2 separate regions of the Zea mays genome follow, and region 1 is linked to region 2. The links are chromatin contacts, called in public Hi-C maps. All regions are on one chromosome and are shown on one strand. The core of a region is the stretch at or near the end of the contact, and the rest is flanking DNA. Distances in the headings are between cores, read along the strand shown.

Evidence for each region. Hi-C and Micro-C count contacts between places; a contact is called where the count stands out from the background.
Region 1: a contact with region 2 is called in a Hi-C map of ear, with 2.8 times the contacts expected there. The contact joins the enhancer-like site here to the promoter of LOC100283513 in region 2. A contact is called at or near these places in 3 of 25 Hi-C or Micro-C datasets (ear, leaf and tassel).

Annotation. Positions count from the first base shown.
Region 1 is chr3:81,988,724-81,991,423 of Zm-B73-REFERENCE-NAM-5.0, reverse strand. No RefSeq gene overlaps it. Among protein-coding and RNA genes, the nearest start is that of LOC103650238, 90 kb to the left of the region's middle. Within about 2 kb of position 1,278, at least 14 of the 20 cell types and tissues checked have an H3K27ac peak or open chromatin away from gene starts, as enhancers often do. A contact at or near this core is called in ear, leaf and tassel, where this site is marked.
Region 2 is chr3:81,747,238-81,749,937 of Zm-B73-REFERENCE-NAM-5.0, reverse strand. LOC100283513 reads left to right here and starts at 1,264. Exons shown (of 10, transcript NM_001156413.2): 1 at 1,264-1,507; 2 at 1,577-1,639; 3 at 1,723-1,789. The coding sequence starts at 1,407. It overlaps LOC103652030 (F-box protein FBW2-like), which reads left to right and starts at 458. Exons shown (of 1, transcript XM_008677688.1): 1 at 458-1,171. The coding sequence starts at 458. The coding sequence ends at 1,171.

The DNA.
Region 1 (2,700 bases), core at 29-2,528, 240 kb before region 2:
AGGCAACACAATTGTTATAGATTAAGGATCTTCGTCCTTCGAAGCATTATCTCCTTTCGGATATAACGATCTTCGAACGATGGTCAGGAAGGACACACCTTCATCATTCATGAGAATAATAGTTCATAGAGACAATATATGTTATTCATTCATATATTTATTTCATGATATACATATGAACATTAACATAATTTATATTTCATTGATACCTTCGGCTTGTTTGAAGGTGTTGACGCGAGAGTAATTACAATCCAGCGTGAACAGTACGAGGGTACTGTTCAACTATTTATAGGCACGGGACGCAGCCCGAGTAAAAATACATTTATGACCTTAACATGTACACATAATCGTAACATAAATCATCAAGGATTAACTAGTCTTTTCCTTTTCGACTCGGCTCTATGTTTGACCTTCGACGCCACCTTAAGCCGAAGCTGTGGTCCTTCGGTTGTAACTTTGGCATTCGATGTTGTTGCTTTCTAACAGTGTCTTCGTCTTGTGGACCTTCGGTGGAGAAGAAGACCCCCAACAAGTGATTTTTCTAGCACTCGCGTGAGGTCAAGGATTGGTTTGTATTCATTTTGACAATGAGATTATGATTGTCTGTGGACACGGATCCCAGGGGGATGCCGTGTCTGTGGAACGGAATTAGAATAAGGATTAACGTGTGGATACCTGTGTCAAGCGTTTGAAAATAATAATCACGTGCTGAGAAATACGATAATCGGTAGGCCCATGTAACACCCTAAAAGCCTATTTTGGTGATTTAACGAAAATTATCTATAATTTTTTATGATATCTTCTAAAGATGGATTAAGTATATGGAATTACTCTTGTAAACTAAATAAGTGGTAATGTTAAAGTTTGAGTGTTCAAAATTTAGAAACTAGATTGTGAATTCAAAAACTCAAAATTTAAATAAAAAAGAAAGATTTTGTTTGAAATAAATTGTTTGTGTGGATTACTCCTTTCATGAATTATTTATATTTAAAAATATTTATCTAAAAGAATGGTTAATATATAAATAATATGTATAATTATGCATCATGCTGAAGTTATGAGTGTGCATTTAGTTTGAATCCTAAAACTTGAATTAGTTTGAATTTTGAAAACTAGAAATAGGAAACAGAAAAAGAAAAGAACAAGAGCTCACCTAGGCCGAATTCTGCGTGGTCGTCCCAATTCCCCTCAACACTGCACCCGACCCAGTTGATCACTACTTCACCCACTAGCCCATCTCATCCTTTCCCTTTTCTTTTTCTCAACCACACTGCGTCAACGAGCAGGCCCCGTTAGGCAGCCACACGCATCGCGTATTCGCGTGCGGGGCGGCCGCATCACCGACCAGTGGGACCATGTCGTCAGGCTTATCTCTCCCTTATTTGTTCATAGCCGAATGCACAACAACCACCACATCCCCGGGCACCAATCAACTGACGGCGATGATCGTGGGCTCGGACTCCTTTGCGCCCAATATAAAGCTCTAGCCACACCTCCTCTCCAACTTATGTGAGCCGGGGCACCACGCGCCACGAGGATCAGCCACCTCTATCGAACGAACAAAGACCAAAGGGAATCCGCCGTAGTGGATCCTACCCACATGGCCGCTCAGGGACCAACAAAGTGCCCTAGGAGCTTCGCCATGACACGACGAAGGTGTCCATGGTAGAGGTGGTGGACATTCATTGCCGAGATCGCTACAATTGCTCGTCGAAGTGGATTGATGCCTCGGTTCCACGCCTCACCACGGGAAGTAGATCCTCACTGTGCGATAAATGGTAAGGTGTCACCCACCCTGTTCAATATAGCATCCTCTCCATGTAGGAACTTCCAAGGGGATATCTGGCACAGGATCATGGTGCATGTTGGACTCTAGGGGCCCTCCGTCGTGCCGGGCGTGCACCGCCGGGCTCTGTCCGTGGGACGAAGAACAGGATGCATGGGTCGTGGATCCGTGCATATATGGCTAGGATTTGAGATAAGGGATAACCCTTCCGTGGTGAATCTTAGCCATTAATGAGTGATTCTACGATCTCGGGAGTGTACCAAATCAGGGGCAGCGTCAACCGTGGGATGGGGATCGAATGGCTGCTAATACTTACCGGTTGAATTAACAAGCTTCTAATGTGGGTCGTCGGTCGATGATTGGATGGCTCTGAGTTATTTGTACCCCTTCAGTCGTGCAATTTGCAAAGGAGTCCCTAGGTTGTTTACAAAATAACCCGCTGTCTGTGGTAGTTCACAGAAACATGCATACAAGTTCTAAAACTTGCATAGAAGACCCTGAGTTCTCAGGTAATAGTGGTGTCGTCCAAAGGGAATTTTATTTTAATAAAATGAATCTAAAAATGATTTTTAGGATAAAAATGATTCTAGAAAACTTAGAAAATTCATAACTAAGTCATTTTAGTTCCGAATTTAGTGGTTCTCGAACCTACGATTTTATTACGATGCATATAATATTATTGTGTGGTTTGTTTCCATATTTGGTGTAATGTTATTTTTAAGTATTATTTTCCTATCTGTATGTTTTGATGCGATAGCAAAGCGAGGTTATGAGGCACCTAGATCCTGCATTGGAGAAGTATCTAGAGTTGCACGAAAAAGGCAAGTTGTGTTGATGATCACATTCTTTGACCTAATAATGTTTATTTAATCACCGTGACACTGTTAGGTTAAGCTGATCGGACCTAATAGGTT
Region 2 (2,700 bases), core at 15-2,514:
TATATACTTCGGATTATATAATCTAGTTTCTATACTCCTATTAGAGATGTTTGTTTACATAAATTATTAGTGGATAAAAACTAAAAAAATAATCTAAAATAAACATCTAATAACTTGTTTATAGATTATCATAATTTAGATACCTAAATTATATAATCCACTTAAACAACATGTGTTTTCAATAACATGTGCGGTTTGTTTGCCTAGTAACTTATATTTAAACTGAATTATATAATGTGAGGGCCACCGTATTTGAGAATTTTGCAAATATGGCACTGTCTACGCCGGGCTTCAGACTATTGGCACCACGATCGTGGCAATTGAAATCGTGGCATCATAATCTCGCCCGTTTTGAAGATTTAGCATCGCGTGCGCTTAATGGTCATTAGCAATTCTCCACTTTCCGTCCTGCCCTCGCTCCGTTACTTGCCTGGCCGCCATCTTCTTCTACCAAGTGATGGGGGAATGCGAGGACGACAAGGAGTACAGGTGCTGGGAGGAGCTGCTGCCGGACGCGCTGGGGCTCATCTTCCGCAACCTGCCACTCCAGGAGGTGCTCACCGTCCTGCCGCGGGTGTGCAAGTCCTGGGGGCGGGTGGTCGCCGGCCCCTACTGCTGGCAGGAGATCGACATCGAGGAGTGGAGCCAGCAGCAGAGCAAGCCGGAGCAGATCGGTCGCATGGTGGAGCTGCTCGTCGGCCGCAACGGCGGCTCGTGCCACCGGATTAGCGTCTCCGGGCTGCTCCGCGATTCACTCTTCTCGTTCATCGCAGACAAGTAAGTGTGAGATGTGGCAATGCTCTCTCGTTCTCGTTCATCGCAGACAAGTAAGTTGGTCCGCATAGCGTTGCTGTCATTCATTTCAGATTTTCGCAGCTGCACGAAGATTGGAGCCCGTGCGCTGGAGGTGTTCGGCAGGCACTGCAGGTCCCTGGTGGGGCTCCGGCGAGTGATGCACCCGATCGACCTGGCGGACAAGGTGTGCCAGCACGACGAGGCGCACACCATCGCGCGTAGCATGCCGAGGCTGCAGCACCTGGAGATGGGGTACATGATGGTGGCGACGGAGGCGGTGCTGGAGATCCTGGGGCAGTGCCGCAAACTCAAGGGCGAGAAAGAGGAGAGAGGGAGAATGGAATACGGTAGAAGAAGACAGCGGCCAAGGAAGTAACGGAGCAAGGGCACGACGGTAAGTGAAGAATTGCTAATGACCATTAAGCGCACGCGATGCTAAATCTTCAAAACGGGCGAGATTATGATGCCACGATTTCAATTGCCACGATCATGGTGCCAATAGTCTGAAGCCGGGGCATAGACGGTGCCATGTTTGCAAAATTCTCACCGTATCTAGGGGCAACAACTAAAATCACTCCACCTTAGCCCAAAATCAATTCGGATCCGCCTCCATGGCTGCCGCTTCGCAGCTCCTCTCTCTGTTCTTCCTCCTCCTCCTCCCTGCTTGTGATGCCATCTACTGCGACGAAGACGACTGCTACGACCTCCTAGGGTACCATCTGCCTTTCTTTCCCTCCATTTGACTGGTTTCTTGTCCCGCTCAGCAACCGATGTGGCACAGGGTTAAGCAGGACGCGAACGCGTCAGACATCAAGAAAGCGTACTACAAGCTCTCTCTCAAACAGTGAGTTCCTGGCCTCCTTCCTCGGCTCTTGCCCCCGATACGACCCGGCGATGACCGTTTATTGAACTTTATGTGCTGTGCAGCCACCCGGACAAGAATCCCGATCCGGAGTCGCGGAAGCTCTTCGTCAAGATCGCCAATGCTTACGAGGTCTGGCGTGGACGCACCTGTCCATTTCTATCTTGCTTGCATATCTTCCTGGGCTCCTGGCTGCCTGCACCATTCGTGGTGCCCAAGATCTACTTTCTAATTCCACGCTTTGGTGCCAATGGTGGAAGACTGACCATGTGCACTGATACGTTATAATGAATTCCATTCGTCTATTTTGTTCAAATCGGTACAGTAACCACAGTATTTGGAATGTCACTCTAAAATGGTAGGCGCTTGTCAAGCTAGCTGTTTTAGAAGTCATCTGCTAAATGCCTTAGCTGGAGATTTAAAATGCTGATGTTAACAAAACCACGGATTTAATAGTTCTCTTTCGTAAGTGCATTTCTGACAACTGTTGTCTGAGGTGATATAACCACATCTGTTCTTGAAGTCTCTGAATTGTCCTTAAATATGTAGTTCTGTAAAAAACTGAGATAGCAAATGCATGGTCCTTTCTCCTTTATACATGTCCTTAAATTTGCAACTTGTGACAGTTTTTCCTTTTTGAATTTAATCTTGCTTAATTTATTTGAGTCCTCTGGGTTTTAATTTTTTCTGAGGTTTGATCGAATAACTCATTTTTATGAGTGAGCAGTGCTGATATGAAATTGGTAATCAATGACTTCATTTGGTGGCTCAAGAACCATTATGACCCATGGCAAGAAAAGAGCTTAGATTATTCTTAATTTCTGATCATATTATTTGCTAGCTCAAGAATTTCTACCTACAGAGAAATAATTGAAATAACATTTGCAAATAGCTTGACATATTTGCCATGTTGTTCATGCCGCGCTTGTTCACAAATAGGCCACTTTTTGCGGATTTCATGGAATCCACGAAAATGCTTCTTTGCGGACCCGTGGACAAGCATGCTTGCATCAGAAGCTGAAACTTGCAAAACCAACTTTTAT